Linked DNA regions of Mus musculus: all the other regions are linked to region 3. Evidence: chromatin contacts called from public Hi-C and HiChIP or PLAC-seq data. All regions are on one chromosome and are shown on one strand. Each heading gives the region's core, a stretch centred on a gene start, on an enhancer-like site or on the middle of the called end of the contact. The rest is flanking DNA. Distances are from core to core; before and after follow the strand shown. Region 1 overlaps Nav2 (neuron navigator 2). Region 2 overlaps Nav2 (neuron navigator 2). Region 3 holds the start of Nav2 (neuron navigator 2). Region 4 overlaps Nav2 (neuron navigator 2).

What was found. A called contact is a pair of places that touch in the nucleus more often than the background predicts. HiChIP or PLAC-seq counts read pairs in DNA pulled down with a chosen protein or histone mark.
Region 1: a Hi-C map of muscle stem cells shows a contact between it and region 3, with 2.7 times the contacts expected there. The contact joins the enhancer-like site here to the promoter of Nav2 in region 3. A contact is called at or near these places in 4 of 39 promoter capture datasets (cranial neural crest, frontonasal cranial neural crest, maxillary cranial neural crest and 1 more), 8 of 484 Hi-C or Micro-C datasets (the HL-1 cell line, bone marrow-derived macrophages, embryonic fibroblasts and 5 more), 3 of 115 datasets of contacts at active chromatin or transcription factors (embryonic forebrain, fibro-adipogenic progenitors and forebrain) and 2 of 9 other capture datasets (adipose tissue and bone marrow-derived macrophages).
Region 2: a Hi-C map of cerebral cortex shows a contact between it and region 3, with 2.4 times the contacts expected there. The contact joins the enhancer-like site here to the promoter of Nav2 in region 3. A contact is called at or near these places in 2 of 39 promoter capture datasets (cranial neural crest and pre-B cells) and 2 of 484 Hi-C or Micro-C datasets (cerebral cortex and cranial neural crest).
Region 4: a contact with region 3 is called in an H3K4me3 HiChIP or PLAC-seq map of bone marrow-derived macrophages, with 2.3 times the contacts expected there. The contact joins the enhancer-like site here to the promoter of Nav2 in region 3. A contact is called at or near these places in 3 of 39 promoter capture datasets (cranial neural crest, frontonasal cranial neural crest and pre-B cells), 2 of 484 Hi-C or Micro-C datasets (embryonic stem cells and uterus), 7 of 115 datasets of contacts at active chromatin or transcription factors (bone marrow-derived macrophages, embryonic forebrain, embryonic stem cells and 1 more) and 2 of 9 other capture datasets (adipose tissue and embryonic stem cells).

The regions. Positions count from the first base shown.
Region 1 is chr7:49,396,338-49,400,380 of GRCm38.p6, reverse strand. It overlaps Nav2 (neuron navigator 2), which reads right to left. Exons shown (of 39, transcript NM_175272.3): 4 at 2,226-2,298. Among named protein-coding and RNA genes, the nearest start is that of Gm51447, 40 kb to the left of the region's middle. Within about 2 kb of position 2,515, at least 111 of the 459 cell types and tissues checked have an H3K27ac peak or open chromatin away from gene starts, as enhancers often do. A contact at or near this core is called in the HL-1 cell line, bone marrow-derived macrophages, macrophages and 2 more, where this site is marked.
Region 2 is chr7:49,494,369-49,497,854 of GRCm38.p6, reverse strand. The region is part of intron 11 of Nav2 (neuron navigator 2); the gene reads right to left. Among named protein-coding and RNA genes, the nearest start is that of Gm51447, 58 kb to the right of the region's middle. Within about 2 kb of position 1,539, at least 122 of the 459 cell types and tissues checked have an H3K27ac peak or open chromatin away from gene starts, as enhancers often do. A contact at or near this core is called in cerebral cortex, where this site is marked.
Region 3 is chr7:49,244,185-49,248,131 of GRCm38.p6, reverse strand. It overlaps Nav2 (neuron navigator 2), which reads right to left and starts at 1,943. Exons shown (of 39, transcript NM_175272.3): 1 at 934-1,943. The coding sequence starts at 1,191.
Region 4 is chr7:49,452,426-49,456,350 of GRCm38.p6, reverse strand. It overlaps Nav2 (neuron navigator 2), which reads right to left. Exons shown (of 39, transcript NM_175272.3): 7 at 2,845-3,925. Among named protein-coding and RNA genes, the nearest start is that of Gm51447, 16 kb to the right of the region's middle. Within about 2 kb of position 1,565, at least 44 of the 459 cell types and tissues checked have an H3K27ac peak or open chromatin away from gene starts, as enhancers often do. A contact at or near this core is called in bone marrow-derived macrophages, where this site is marked.

The sequences.
Region 1 (4,043 bases), core at 1,266-3,765, 150 kb before region 3:
TCCAGTCCATCCTCCCCTGTGGTGGCAAAGCAGGGGTCGAGAATAAGGTGTACTCCATTGAGGGCTAGGCACTCTGGGTACTGTTTGGGGTACCTAGCTCTGTAAGTTGACTGTGACTAACAAGAGTTGTGCTTGTGGAAGTGCAGTGCCCAGTGCAGTTTTTTAAAAAAACAAAACAAACAAAAAAACACAGATGCTCTGCTTGTATAGCCTGGGTGTCTTCTAAGAGATAGGGCTGCGTCTCTAGCTTTTCCAGGGTGAACTGGCACTTATCAGAGATGTCACTCATAATCTGTCTTTGTGTGTGGTGTGTTCATGTGTGTGCACATGGGTGTGTCCATGCACTCTCATTACCGGACCTGAAGCTTACCACCTGGCTAATTGACCGGTTACCTCCTGTCACCAACCTCTATCTTCCTCAACTCCAAGTCCTAGGTGTTCGGGCAAATCGTGAGAAGCCATGACCAGTGGGGCCCTGCTCAGGTCTTCATGCTCGCACAAAAAGCACTTCAGCCACTGAGCCATCTCCCGGCCCCATTCAGCTTCCAGCCAGTTTCTCCATCAATAACCATGAGTCCTGTAAACTCTACGTTCAGCCGTGAGAACAGGAGCCAATGCAGACAAGCCCAGCAGAGCACAGTTAGTATCTGTTCGGTAAATACTTCCTGTAAAGGCATCTATGCCTTCTGAGTATAAGAGAAGGTTGAACAAATGAAGCAGAGAGACAGACAACAGGCAGCTGCTAAGTGGCTAGAGTTCTCCTCCAGGCCTAAGGAAGGAGGCAAGACTGCACAACTCTGTAAAAGTCCCTGCAGATGCTCTCGTGGGAGAATAGAGACCTGCACCATTCCTAGACACTAAGAGGAACATGCTCTGCCACCTACTGGTCATCACAGGAATAGCACAGAAACACTGAATTTGTGTCTACTACTGAAGGTTCCAACAATGTACACTAAACCCACAGATGAGACTCATAGCTAAGGCAAGGGCAACCTTCTAAGGATTTTTCTATAAGTCCTGAGATTAAGGTTGGCTAAGCTACCCCTGAGATTCATGGAACCGATAACCAGACCTGCCCAAGGAGAATTACAACCATTTTCTGACACATTCCGCATAGAGTCACACTATGGATGTAGAAGCCGTGGATGCCACCCACCTCCAACATGGAGGAGACAACAGTTCAGAAACACAGCCTGATAGATGACGCAAGCTTTCATCTCTTCGCAAAGACAAGGCATTAGCCCATGCAGGACCCATAAGGTCTGCTAACTTACCTACTCCATCTGTGGACTCCAGCTTACTGCTCTCTCAGCCCCACCCCAGCTTCCAGGGCCAACGCTCTTTTTACATCTTTTCAGAGCACACTCCTGCTATGCCAGGAGGAACAACTGCACTGCCCCGACTGCACTACCTGTTCCGGGGAAAACTGGAGGCAGGTGCAGCCTAATGAGCTGGGGAGATGCCTGGCCTATGGCAGCTTCAGAGCCGGCAGCTGCCTGTGTTTACAAACAGGGGGAGGGGGAAGGAAGGGGAGAGAGCAAGGGGGGGGGAGAGAGAGAGAGATTGAGAGAGATTGAGAGAGAGAGAGAGAGATTGAGAGATTCCAGGTGGAAGTGTTGCCTGAGGACTGAGGAGGTAGATAATTCTGGCCAGCGGGCTCCAAACTATTATCCCACCTAACAACACTCCACTAGCAGACACTGTTGATGCTAATTAGCCACCAAATCCAAGTTAATTAAAAGCTAATCGGGAGGCTAAAAGGTGGTAGTGTGTTCGCAAACCTCACTCTCTCTGTCTTCAAGAGCAAGGTGAGATGTCACCAGCAAGGACTAAGCAGTTCCCTTGGGCGCTGGATGGTTGGACTTGGTTCTGTGGTTGGATATTCTCTTTCCCACAGATAATGGCTGGTTGATAACCTGCTGCGCCACGGGACAGGGAATCAGTGTTGTTGAAGCAGGAACTTCTCTAACTGGAGCAGTGTGCTCCCATTCTCTTCCCCCACACCCTCTGTGGCATGCAGATGTGGCATGCACACAGGGCTGCATTCTTAGAGTGATCTGAGAACTGTGAGAAAGTTAGTAACGTCAACTGTGCTGGAAAGGGCACCCAGCCAGGACAGCCCACCGGCACCCCTGGTCAGGACTGCAGCAATTGACTGTTAGGTAACAGGTGGGCCTTAACAGGTGGGTATCACAAATGATGAAAAGGCGTGGGCCCTGACTCACCTTCTGCAGACAGCCCCTGGGTGTTGATTCCCTTAGCTGCCAGGAAATTCAAGCAGGCATCTATGTTTTCAATCTAGAGGGGAAAAACACAAGACACGTTTAATAACCATTCAGCTTTCTCCAGACCCACTCACGAGGAGCCAACAGCAAGCAGAATGCACTCGAATTGACCAATGAGATAGACGGGAGCGACGAGGTTAGGACTCTCAAAACGCTGTCTGTACTAGCGCAGGAAGCAGTTACTTAATATCCTAACCACACGGTGCCAAAAGTCGAGGCCTTGGACTGCTCACAGATGCCAAAAATAACCAGGGCGGAATGAGATCTCTCATCTTGATCAATGTCACCACAGTGTGATCCTCAAAGCCGGAGCAGTTGCCAGTAACACGGAGGTGGAGATGAAATTGATAGACCCACCCATCCTCCAGTTGCTGGGGGGAAATTTCCAGTCAGTAAAGAAGCAGGCAGTCAGATGTCCACATGGTGAGCGGCAGTTTCAGCAGGAACCAGGGTTTACCCACAAAATTCTCAGCCTGGCAGGAATTGCAGGTGACCACAGAGTCCCATGACCTCTGGGATGCCGCTGTCCTTTGTCCTCTCTGTGGCAAGGATAGAGCCACCAGCCGGAGTCTGGGAGGCTGCCCGTGTTTGCTAGTGTTGACACCAAGGCCAAGGGCAAATCGATGTCAGGCCTCGAACAAAAAAGCAATTAGGTCATTCCCAAAGGTCTGATTTGACTTCGGCTGTCAGGCCTAATTACTTTTTTTGTTTTAAAGGAGAATATTCTGGCTTGATGAATGTCTCTGGTGACCAAAAGTAAAAGAAACGGCTTTTAACTGGGCACAGCGACCTTTGGACATCACAGAATTTGCACTACACAGTGCCAGTTCCACCACTCCCATCCACAACTAATTCCTGTAATGGGATTTCCCAGACTCTCCAATGTTTATATGCACTCAACCCAGTATGTACGCCACGGAATTTATTCTAAATTAACAGAGGACTGCCTTTCACAATGAACATATTGTCCTTATCCCCACTCTCAGGCAATGTCTTGATGGCTCTAGCTGGCGAGAGTGTTTTAGTTTAATAGCTCCGAGCACAGCTTGGCTCTGGGCTGGTCCTCATGAATTTGATTCACCCTCCTCTATGAAGTAGACTTCATTCTGCCACTGACTTCTGGCATTCTCCCTTTCCACTCCAGCTTGTAGATCTGCTCCTACCTCCTGAGGCCTTGGGTTCCAGGAGGGTGTTAAAACATCGAACAAATTCCATGCTTTTATCATGGTCTCACTGGGAGGGTGGTCCCCACGGTGGTGGTGGCTCCCACTGTTTAACTCATTAAACAGGCCCCAGGCCACCTGACTGAAACTGTGCCATCTTAGAAGAGCCCACACAGCCTCCAGCTAGAAGTAACTCTCTGTAGGGAACCCCCTTTTTAATTTATTTGTTTATTATATGTGTATGAGTACACTGTAGCTGCCTTCAGACACACCAGAAGAGGACATTGAATCCCATTACAGATGGTTGTGAGTCACTATGTGGTTGCTGGGAATGAATTGAACTCAGGACCTCTGGAGGAACAGTCAGTGCTCTTAATTGCTGAGCCATCTCCCCAGCCCCACCTTTGTTAAAACCCGGGTTCCCACTCCTTCCAGCCCACCTTGAAGGTCCTCCCCAGGCTGCTTTATAATCATGAGACCACTAAGTGAGAGCACCTTAGAGGGAAATGAAAGTGGGGAGAAAGGAAGAGATCACTTCCTGAACCCTATCACATGGTGTGTGGAGGGTGACCTGCTCCCATTTGAAAATATAGTA
Region 2 (3,486 bases), core at 290-2,789, 250 kb before region 3:
CGTTATCTTAGTTTTGCATATATGACCATTTGCCTGCATGTATGTCTGTACAGTATGTTCATGCCCAGTGTCCTAGGAATCCAGAAAAAGGACATCAGGTCCCCTGGAACTGGATTACAGACAGCCACTAGCCACCACATGGGAGCTGGGAGCTGGGAACTGAAAGTCCTCTCTCAGAGCAGCCAGTGCTCTTAACTTCCAAGTCACCTCTCCAGATCTCACACAACTTATCTTTCAACAAGTGCTGGAAGGTCACAGCTTAGGGAAAAGCAGTCTTTTGGGGTCACAGCTATGCTATCCAGCCCCCATTCAGCTGTGTGTCAGAGAATGGAGTGCCTCACGGGGCCGCAGTACCTTGGCCCTTCCTTTGTGAGTGGGAACACTGCCTGAGAACCATGATCCACGCTTGGCAGACTGTGGGTTTCCAGCCTTTTACAACCCTCTGGAGAATTCCTCGGAGGCTTAAGGTGCAGATGGTTAGCTTCCTGTCATCACCCGCCCCCTGTTCAACCCAGGTGGCCTCTGCCCACAGGATTGGATCGGTCTCTTGCTTAAAAAGGAAGCCGGTGGAAGGGGCAGACTGGGGGCCCTCCAGGAAGGCCAGTGTGGTAATTATCACCCTGTTGCAGCGGAAATAGAGATTTGCCTCCAAGGCCCCTTTTATGGGCTTTGAAACAGGGACTTTCACTCTCTCCCACTTTGTTCCTGGATGCACACGAGGGGAGAGAAAGGGGGCGTGGCATGGAAGGGTGGGAGGAGCCACGAGGAAGGGTGCAGACTGGCTTTTGCGCTGCAGCTGTATGGGTACAGCCCTTATGTGCATGACACAGAACAAAATATATTCTTGAACATACTAGGCGTTACTTGGCTCTCAAAAGGAGAAGGAAGAAGGATGAGAGGTGGAGGGTGGGGAAGAGAGAGTGGGAGGAGGGAGGGGGAAGAGATCCGGAGAGGGAGCGGCTTTCTGTGTTCTAGGTAGAGAGACTTGTGTCATGGGTTGAATGTGAAACTGGGCCCCGAGGCTCCAGTGTTGAGACTGCTGCTGCAGAGAGGTAACTGGAACAAGAGAGTAACTCACAAGCCTCATTGGTGGATTTGTTAGGATGCGTTCACACCAAAAGTGGGCTGACAGATGCTTGCTCTTAGAAGGTGCAATCTGTCCCCAGCTGCTTCCCACCAGCTGTGAGGTGAGCAACTCAACTGTGCCCTTAGGTCAGCCTCAGCTACAGTGAGTTCCAGGTTAATTAGAGCTAAATGACAGTGTTTAGCCAGTACCGAGAAAGGTTACATTTTTTTTGGAGGACTTCAGAAACTTCGCAGATTCTGGTAGCCCTGGATTTCTGGTGTCATTAACAAGATGCATCATCAGACTTTGAAATGAACTCTTCTTCCTCTCACCAAGGCCACGGAACTGAAGTCAGAACTCTCCGTGTCCCTACTCTGAGCCTTCGAGGAGGCCAAGCCTGGGTGGACGGATGTGCTGCGGGGAACAGAACGGTTGCTTTGTTCTGCCTGTGTCACGCAGTCTGGCAGCATGAGGGCTCTTGTGCTCTTGGGGAGAGCCCTGAGACTGGACTTGCAGGCTGCTCGTTAGCAGGCAGCGCAGCTACAGCCTCTCACAGCCTCCCAATTCAAGTGGGAATGGGACTGGCTTCAATTGAAGGCCAGGGTCAGGGGCCAAGTACAAGCTGCGAAGCCTACGTGTGTCCTGTGTCTGTTTTTTAAAAAGCAATCTCTAAGCTTTTCTGACATGGATACCATCTGGAGAGTGAAAAGACATCCATAATGTGAAAAGGGGGTGGGGGGAAACACAATAATAACAAAAAGATCCCTCCCCTTTCTGCTTCATTTCCCAGCCTGATCTAAAGTGTAGATTGAGCCCAATTCCCGTTTTATCAACACAATGTGACCTGGAAGTACCAGCGAGAAGGAACATCTATCTAATGCCCCAGCCTGCTGCCTGCTATTCCATAAGGACTGTCAACATCCCTGCACAAGGAGCCCCTTTGCAGTGTCCAAGAAAGAGATTCATGAGCGGCAACTTTCTACTGAGCTCTCTGCTTATAAGTATCTGAGTTACTAGAATCCAAGAACTCCTGACATGTTCACTCCCAACATGTTCAGGAGACACAGTGCTGCAGGCAGAAACCACTGGACTGATAGCCAGACTCTCGGCCATCTAGGCACGCTTCCTCCTCCTAAAGTGGCCTATGTTCTGCTATCCTATACGGGCCTATTGTGTGTACTGAGCTGCCTCCATCCCTTTCACGTCATCCTCCCTCCACAGCTGTCCAATGGCTGACTTTGCTGGATGTTGCCAAGTCACTATCAGAAAGGGTCTGGGATCCAGGGTGACAGCCCTGAACGGTGACAGGAGATGAAGGGGACTTGGTGTCTTGGATGTATCATCTTTATTATTCATCAGAACGGACTGATGATATAAAGACTCCAACTGACAAAGTTCCTATCTCCCAGGCCTCTGAAGGCATGTATTTCTTTCTGCAGGTGACTTTTAATAACCCTAAAAATGACACACTCAGGCCATGCTGCAAATAGCCATGGTCTAGCCGGGGTCTCAGCATCCTGTTACAGGCTCTGGGACAGCTGTGGCTACCTACCTGTGCTAGTGACATTTCCAGGGTATTTCGCTCTTTGGAGGCCATCGCTTCCTGGCTGAGAACCAATGGGGCTAACGTCTAGATCATTTCCCAATTCCTCAGTAGCTTGCTTGTGTCCGAATGCTTGTGTGTGAAACCACAAGCAAGAACTCAAGTCTCTCTTCACATAAAACTCCCTAGAAAGTACCTTAGTTCTTACACCTTTGTTTTTTGGGGGTTGTAAAGGAAGGATTCTGGTGGCTTTAAATTGCTTAAAGAACACATTTTCGGGGGGGGGGGGCGGCGGCACAGAGCTGTGCCCAATTTGCATATTCGCCATCTGTGGTGTACTCCCTTGATGTTGTGACAGAGTCACTGTCTCACACCCAACCCACGCGGTTCTTAGCATAAACAGTGTGTGTAAAATCATGGGTGATGTGCTAGCTCAGGAATAGTTTCCTACTGATTTCCTACCTGACAGTCCCCAGCTCTGTGAAACATTCACCTAGCCTGGTGAACAATGTAAAGGAACCTGTGAGGGACTGGAGAGTTAGCTGTCAGGAAAGAGCTGGTCTTGCAGGTGTCAGGACCTGAGTTTGATCCCTGAAAGTCATGTCGCATATGCAGGGAGGTAGAGACAGGAGGATCTATGGGGCTTGCAGCTCACCAGCCCAGCGCACTCGTCATTGAGGAATTCAGTCAACAAAATAAACTAAAGGGATTGGATAGCTAACCTCGATGGTTATGAGCACTTGATGTGGAATCATGAGGAGTGAAGTTTGGATCCAAACACTCGCCTAGCAAGCGGTGTCCCTGCAAACACCTACAGCACTGGCTCCCAAGGAAGCAAAGATGCAAAGAGCTTTGGGGCTTGCCAGCCTCCTGCCTA
Region 3 (3,947 bases), core at 694-3,193:
CCCTGCTGACTGGCAGCCAAGAAAATACAGCATGGCCCTGCTCCCTCCTGCCAGAAGAGGGGGAAGGCGGCAGGGAAGGCAGGAGTCCAAGAGAAACTGATTGGCCCTTAAGGATTTCCTTAAAAGAGATTGCATGGCCAGGGCCTGTCACCCAGCCCAGTAGGGGGATTGCTTGCTCTGCCAGGAAAGGTAGAAGTCACCGTTTCTCGTTCAGCCATGCTCTTACCCACACCATCACCTCCCTAATCACCAGAGATACCAACGCTGGCAGCATAGACTACCCAAGAAGGAGGGGCTTAGCTACAGCAGCCATTCTGAGACAGCCAAGCCACCCCAGTTACTAGGAGTCTGTAGCAGCTAGCAGTTGGCAGCACCTGGCCAGAATCCCTTCTCCCTAATGATGGGGCAGAGACCAGCCATCTTCAAGCTAGGAGGAGGGTTAAGTTCAGGGCAACCACTCAGTATCCCTTGTCCTAGATCTCACAGCTGAGCCAGGTAGTACCCAACCCATCAAGGCACCAGGCCACTCCTTGGGGTTACAACCTGAGTATAGACACACATCACAACAGCAGATACCCATCCTCTTGGGGCCAAGCGCTCGGCACTGATGGCCCTTAACATTTCCAATGTCAGCATGCATTTTTTTGAAAGCACCCCTACACCTGCTCCAGCCCCATAGAAGCAGCTGGCTGCCAGCACGCCTTAGCTTTGCAGAGCTCCCCGGGAGAGCCTCTGGCACCCTGGCCAGCTAAACCCCTCCTGGCCACACCCACTGACCAATGTATCCTTCCAATCTGGCAGCATAAGGGGTATGCTTCCTCTCTCCAATCACATTATGGTAGCCTCTCCTCAAGGCAACCGTCCTCCTCCCTCATGAAGGATCATCCATCACTCCCACCCTGTAATAGTGCCCCAGCACATAGCACTGCTCACCTGGGTATCGAACCCGTTCTCCAGAGAGCTGCTCTTCAGCAACGGGAGCCCCTCCCCCGTCGGCTCCTGCAGCCCCTGCGATTTCAGGGGGATTTGGCTAGTGTAGGCCGTCTTGCTCACCTCCACCTTGCTTCCCAACTTAAGATAGCAGGGCTGAGGACCAGTCCGGGCCGGGGGCACGTGCAGGATGGGCGCGGCGCTGTGCACGGGTTTGGGCAGTCCCGATTTCATTTTGGAGGCTACCAGGATGGCCGGCATCTTCTCCCGGGGCTTTGGCTTTCCCAGCACGTCCCTGGCAGCGGCGGCGGAGGCGACCGCTAAAGGCAGCGCGGGCAGCCGAGTAGGCGCCGGGCCTCGGCCCGCGAGGCGCCCACCAACAGTGGAAGAAAAAAAAAAAAAAACCCAAAAAACAGAATCCCCGGGTCGGGGAACTGGGGAAATCCTGCGAGTGCGCCTGCCGGGTGGCGGGCTAGTCACTGCCCTCAGCAGGTCCCACCTGCGCGGATGTCGCAGCGGGAGGCCTGTTCAGAAGCTCTGGGTTCTCGGGGACCGCTGCCTCTGGCAATTCTTCTCCTGGGAAACCGAGGCGTGGACGCCCATATTAACTTGTCATTGCGTCTCCGAAGTGAGAAGGCTCCTTAGGAAGAGACACCGGCTACGGGGACGCACACGTCGCGCTCTGGAGCCTGCGGGTGTGAACCTTGGAGCAAAAGAGCAGAGGATGGGGAGACGGAGGACGCACGGAGCCCAAGACGTATCAACCGCGAAGCGGCTGTCACCCAGCAAACGCGCCACAGGGTCACCCGCGCCTAGGCAGACTCTGGGCGATCTCCGCAGACAGGTCTGTCTGGGCGTGACAGCCGATCACCGATGCTCACAAGCCCCTCGAACACCAAGCACCTGAGCTTCTGCGGCTCTGGCCATGCTCCGTGCGCTCCAGCGCAGCACGGCGGTGGTGACAGAGCGCGGGCACCAGGACGCGCAGCTGGCCAGGCTGGCAGCGCTGCGCTAAGCTGAGCTCGGGGGAAGGCAGCGCGGGCTGCAGGGCTGGACGCAGGGGAGGACCGGCTGCGGCGCGCGCTGACAGCCCGGGCCGTTCCCGCGCGCCTATTGGTTAGCCGCGGACCAATCCGCGGTCGCGACTCGCACTGCAAGGGGGCGTGGCCTCAACTCCGCGGGGCCGCCGCCGAAACTCTGGGGCCGCGCTTGGCCGCAAGTACAAAGCGAGCTGGTGGCCGCTCTGCGGCACGGCCCCGGCGCGCGCCTCCCCGCGGGCCGCCACCCCTGCGTCCCCGGAGCCGCCTTTGAAAACGCCGTTGGGTTGTAGATTCCCGCCTCCTTCCACCCCCAGGCATGTGTTGGGGAAATCAGTTTCTCTTTTTCAAATCGCTCGGGTCATCTCAACGGTTTGCGGGTTCCGGAGGCACGCCCCAACCTCTCTGCACCTCCATTGGGAATGACTGGGCGGGTCTCCTTGTCCCCCGCCTGAAGGACACTCCAGCCATTTCTTCTTTCCGGGTGGGCTCAGGGGCGTCCCAACAGCTTCCTCTGCGACATTCAAAGGTTGCACGTTGCACTTAAGTATTTGAAATATTTATAGGCTGATACAATGGCCGGGGAAGCTTCGCGCCCCAAGACAGCTCCTCCTTGCCACCTACCACAGACTGTAATTAGAGTGGCTTGGTGACCCGGGCAGGCTGAGGCTAAACCTGCCCTGGTTTCATGGTTTCATGAAGGCCTTCCTTTCTCTCTCTGACTCAGGGTCTGAGGACTGAAGGGAAAATAGAAAGTGCAGACAGGGTGCATGGGGCTGATCTTCAAGGACACCCACCTTAGAGATCAGTTTGGATTTGAATTGGGAAGTTCCTCCATCTTTATAGACCTAACACTGTGTCTCATGCAAGTCAAGTGGAGGTTTGAGTACTTTTCCCTAAAAGCACTGCCCAGCTAAATGAGATAGTGTCTGGCAGTGTAGGGGACCAGAAAAAAAAAATCTGTCTTTATTATTAATGAACCCACCGGAGTATGTCCCACTGTCATCTCTTTAAGCCACTTTTCTGTGTCTAGGACAGATGTTGTCACTTTCTTCCTATCCTATAGCCTGAAGTTGTAACATCCATAGGGTTGAATTTCACTCATCCTAATGATATGGGCTATATCATTCTCAAACTTACCTGGCAAAACTCTAATGTGGCCAGGAATGGGGGTGTAAGCTTGTAATTTCTGCTACTTTAGAGGCTGAGGCAGGAGGATCCCAGGTTGAGGTCAATTTAATGATCCTCTTTGTTCAAATAAAATGTAAAAAGGAGCTGGAGATGTAGCTCAGTGGTGGGCAGTTTGCTCGCTCCGCATCTGCCAGAATCTGTCTGATTCCAGTGTAAATAAATACTGTAAATAAATACCCAATCCTCGACTGGTTTTAGGCAGTGGAACCTCTGGGAGGTTGTAAGTACGTGACCGAGAGGTCCTCATGATGGGCCCAGTGCCATGTTAGAGGAGACACGATGAAGATGGATAACTTCTGATAGTGCAATGGCAGCCTTTCTGAATCCACAGAAACCACAGCCCTTGACAAGAATCTGACCATGGCTGCAGCCTGATCTCAGATCTCCAGCCTCTAGGCCTAGGAGAAAGAGGCATTTGTTGTTAAAGCGGCCCTGTCAACAGCATTTTGTGTTAGTAGCTTAAACTAAGAGCCCAGACTGAAGTAAAAGTTCAGTTTTCAAACAGCCCCTGGAGTGTTGAGATGTGACATGATACTCCCTGCTCCCATATTTCCCAGCCTGTTTGCAGGCCCTTTCTACCCTAGCTCGGGGGGGGGGGGGATGCACATAGCCTGGTTTAGCTCTTTAAATCACAAGTTTGTCCCTGACATGGTATACTCTGCCCTCGTCCATCTGGACAATCTCCTATGCTAGTATCTTGTTTTATTTAACATATTTATTGTTCCGAGCAGTCTCTTCTAAAGGAATAAATGTTTGGAAGAGCCGTCTTTTGACTTTCATGAGATTCTG
Region 4 (3,925 bases), core at 316-2,815, 210 kb before region 3:
GTGGTATGCCCTCCAGAGGAGCAGGGCACCTGCTTGGTGGTGTTACATCACTGCAGCCCTGTTCTTCTGAACATACATGTGCATTCTGCAATGACCCTGCCACCATCCCACAGAATATCAACAAGCCCTACCTGAAACAGCTGAGCTTAGACTTGAGACTATCGGATATTGTGAACTCCAGTTCTTTTACTGTGCTTGAAAAGATTTCTGCTTTTAAAAATGTTTTTTAGATTTATTTTGTTTTGCATGCATGGCATGTATAAGGTTTTTGCCTGCATGTACGTATGTGCAACATATACATGCAGTACTCATAGAGGCCAGAAGAAGGCATCAAATCCCCTGGAACTGGAGTTAATAGTTGTGAGCCACCATGTTGGTGCTGGGGAACAAACCCAGGTTCTCTGAGATTGCAGCCGGTGCTTTTAACAGCTGAGCCATCTCTGAAGCACCAAAAATCCTTGACATAGACAGCAAGACAATATGGATCCTATAGTTAGGCAGACTTGCGTGTTTTGTTTTGTTTTTGTTTGTTTATCTGTTCGTTTGTTTGAGACAGGGCTTCTTTGTGTAGCCCTGGCTGCCTGGAACTTGCTCTGTAGAGCAGGCTGGCCTTGAACTCCAAGATCTGCCCATCTTTGCCTCTGGAGTACTCTGCCCCCATGTCCAGCAGCAGGCTTGGTTTTAAACGCAGGTTCTTCTAATTACCACATCTGTGACTTGGAACAAATTTCCTGGTCTGAGCATCAGCTGCTCATCTATAGAACTGGAATTTTTTTTTAATATTTATTTATTTATTTATTTATTTATTTATTTATTTATTTATTTATTATATGTAAGTACACTGTAGCTGTCTTCAGACACTCCAGAAGATGGCATCAGATTTCATTACGGATGGCTGTTAGCCACCATGTGGTTGCTGGAATTTGAACTCAGGACCTTTGGAAGAGCAGTTGGTGCTTTTAACCGCTGAGCCATCTCACCAGCCCTAGAACTGGAATTTTAAGAAGCAAGCTAGCGCACAAAACTGGGAAGTCTCAGGGGATTAGGACGAAGAAGCCCTGAGCGAAGTCTTTGCACACATCTGGTTCACAAGCAATCGCTACCTGTCTCTGTGGCCAGTGCCTAAGACCACAGTGGGTGCCCCCAGCAGACACAGGGCAGGGTGCTGTGATCCAATTCCTATCTGGGTCTCTTCTTCCAGTCTCTCTTGACCAGCTCCTCCAGAGACAGCTTTGACCAGAGTGAGTTCACATAGGGAAGTCTGGCCTTGAATATCTGAGAGGTTCCTTTCCTTCTGCCCTTCACACATTAGTCACAAGAAATCCTCCTTCCCATAGAAAAGCTTGAAATGATAATAATTAATAATAATAATAAAGGAGGTAAATGTTTGCTATCTAGTCTACCAGAGAGTAGGCTAGTAGTAGGCCTCACCAGGCCTCTACTGAAAGATGCCCCGGTGTTCTTCTCAACGCTGTTAGCTGATGACTTGACTAAAACAGAACTGTCTGCCAATCAGAGAAGATTGCTATGACTCTCACAGAATGGGGAAGTGGGCAGAGGAGAGTGAACACGGGACAAGAGGAAGCCTGGCATCATCCCTGTATCGCATGGATGCTGGCTAGCTGTCTCCTGACATCTCTAGGGACAGGAAGCCTGAGAGCTCACAGGAACACAATTCAGGCGGGGAGAGAGGGAACACCTATTTTTTGGGGGGAGTCACACAAGCATAAGAAGCTGGAAGTGTGGGTGTGAGTGCACACACCCGGGACTTGTGCAAATGCCCCTATGTGAACACACATTTGCATTGGGCACAGGAATGTGTAACTGTGTCTGAACTTGTGTGCAACTGTTGATGAATATGCCTTGAGTGTGTGTACACAGTTGTGTTTCTGTGTTTTGGGAGTGGGCAGAATGTGACATTGGATCATTTTGCTACATGCACAGGTATTGGGGGACCACCCAGCACAGGACCAGGGAAAGCCCTTTGAACCAAAGCTCTCAGCTCCCTTCTCAGTAGGACAGGAGCTTCCATGAGACTGAAGAGCTCATCCACACGCTTATGGGTGTCTGTCTCAGCGCCGGAGTGTGGCAGGGGCAGAGCAGAGTGGCTCTCAGCAGAACAACAAGGAGCACGGAGCACCTAGTTCTATGTGGGCTGCTGGGGTTCTACAGATGGGCCATCAGAGATCCAGGGCTTCTGAGACAGGAAAATGACAGTGTACTTTAGCCTAATACATTTCTTGTTCTAGAATGGTCCTTGTCAATCTTACTACTACTAAACTACTGTTGTTGTTATTGTTGTTGTTATTATTATTATTATATATATTTTTGAGACAGGGTTTCTCTGTAGCCCTGGCTGTCCTGGAACTCACTTTGTAAATCAGTCTGTCCTTGAACCTGGAGAGCCACCTGCCTCTGTCTCCCAAGTGCTGCGATTAAAGGCGTGTGCTAGCACTGCCCAGCTGGCCCGTGTCAGTCTTATCTCTTCCTCCTTCATCTCTTCTCAAGGAGGTACTAGGAATTGCCAGACTTAGAAAGTGCAACAGCAATGCTGCCATAAGCAATTTTACATAGCAGGGTAGTCTTAAGTCTACTTAGTCTACCTCCATGCTTCTAGTGCTTCAGAAAGGCTTCAGTCCCCACAGGCCTGGTGAAGCCTTCTCATGCTGGAGTCAGCTCCCACTGTCCCCTGCCTCAACACTGTCTTGCTATAGTAGCTGCCCACTTGAGTGCCCCAGGCTAGAACTATGTATTGCTTTAGCTGTTGGCTCACATGTTCCTGATCCCCGCACGGACAGAGCCAGCAGTTAGGCTCTTTCCCCAGGGGTAGCGGGTGCTGCTTACCTGTACAGAAAAGGTGCAACCGTGGCTGTGTTGGGATGGTTGTATTGCTGCTGAGGCTGAGGTAGCTGGACACTGACGGTATTGCTTCCAGTGGTCTGCGTGGTCCCGACGGAGCCGCTGACGGTCTGGCTGCTGATGCTGGGGTTTAGACTGGTCCCTCCGGGGCCTTTTCCCTCCGAGGATGCCAGGCTGGAGGAGGAGCTAGAGTGCCTGCTGTCCAGCTGGGCCTTCTGGGGAGGGAGCCCTGAGCTCAGCTTCCCTCTGCTCCTCTCTCCTTCCTTGGGAGGTATGGGGGCACTTGGGGACTTCGCAGACACGTTCTTCATTCCTGGTTTTGGTATGCCGCTGTGGGACGGAGCTGTAGCCTCCTTCTTGGTGCTGTTGAGCTTGCCCCCTTTGGGGATAAAGCTGGCGATCTTGGAGGACTTTTTCGGCATCTCAGTCACAGCCACCCCACTGAGATCTGCCTTGGTTTCTTCCTTGAGGTCAGGCCTGTCGGTCACGGAGACTCTCTTGGTGAGGTCCTTGCCCTTCTCCTTCTCTTTCTCCTTCTCCTTCTCCCGCTGCTGCTTCTCCTTCTCTTTCTCATTACCCTTTGGGGAGCTCTTCTTATTGGTAAGCGCCCTGCTGAAAGTCCTCTGTGCAATGCCCTTGAGTGCAATCTTGGGGCTGCTGGATGCAGGGCCCACGGTAGAAAGTGCCCTGTTGGCTGTGGCCTCCAACTCTTCAGTCTCTTCGAAGCTGGGCAGGATCTCTAGTCGCTCGCAGCTCGTGTCCCGGGATGCTGAGCCCTCACCTGCTTTGGAGCCTCCCTTGCTGTTGAAAAGTTTGAGCTTTTCCAACATGGATTTCTGATTGTTAGGGGCAGGCTTCATGGCTTCAGGTGTGGGCCTGGGGGCCTCGGGCCCAGCGGGTTTGACGGACAGCATGGCTGACGTGGCAGTGTGCTTCACGCTGAGGGACTTGCTACGCCAAGGCTTGGAGGTCATGCTGGGCTGGGGGATGGCTGAGGAGGAGCAGTTAACAGGGACGGAAGGGCTGTTCTCCAAGGGCGCAGGGACATTTTCGCTCATTCCTGGAT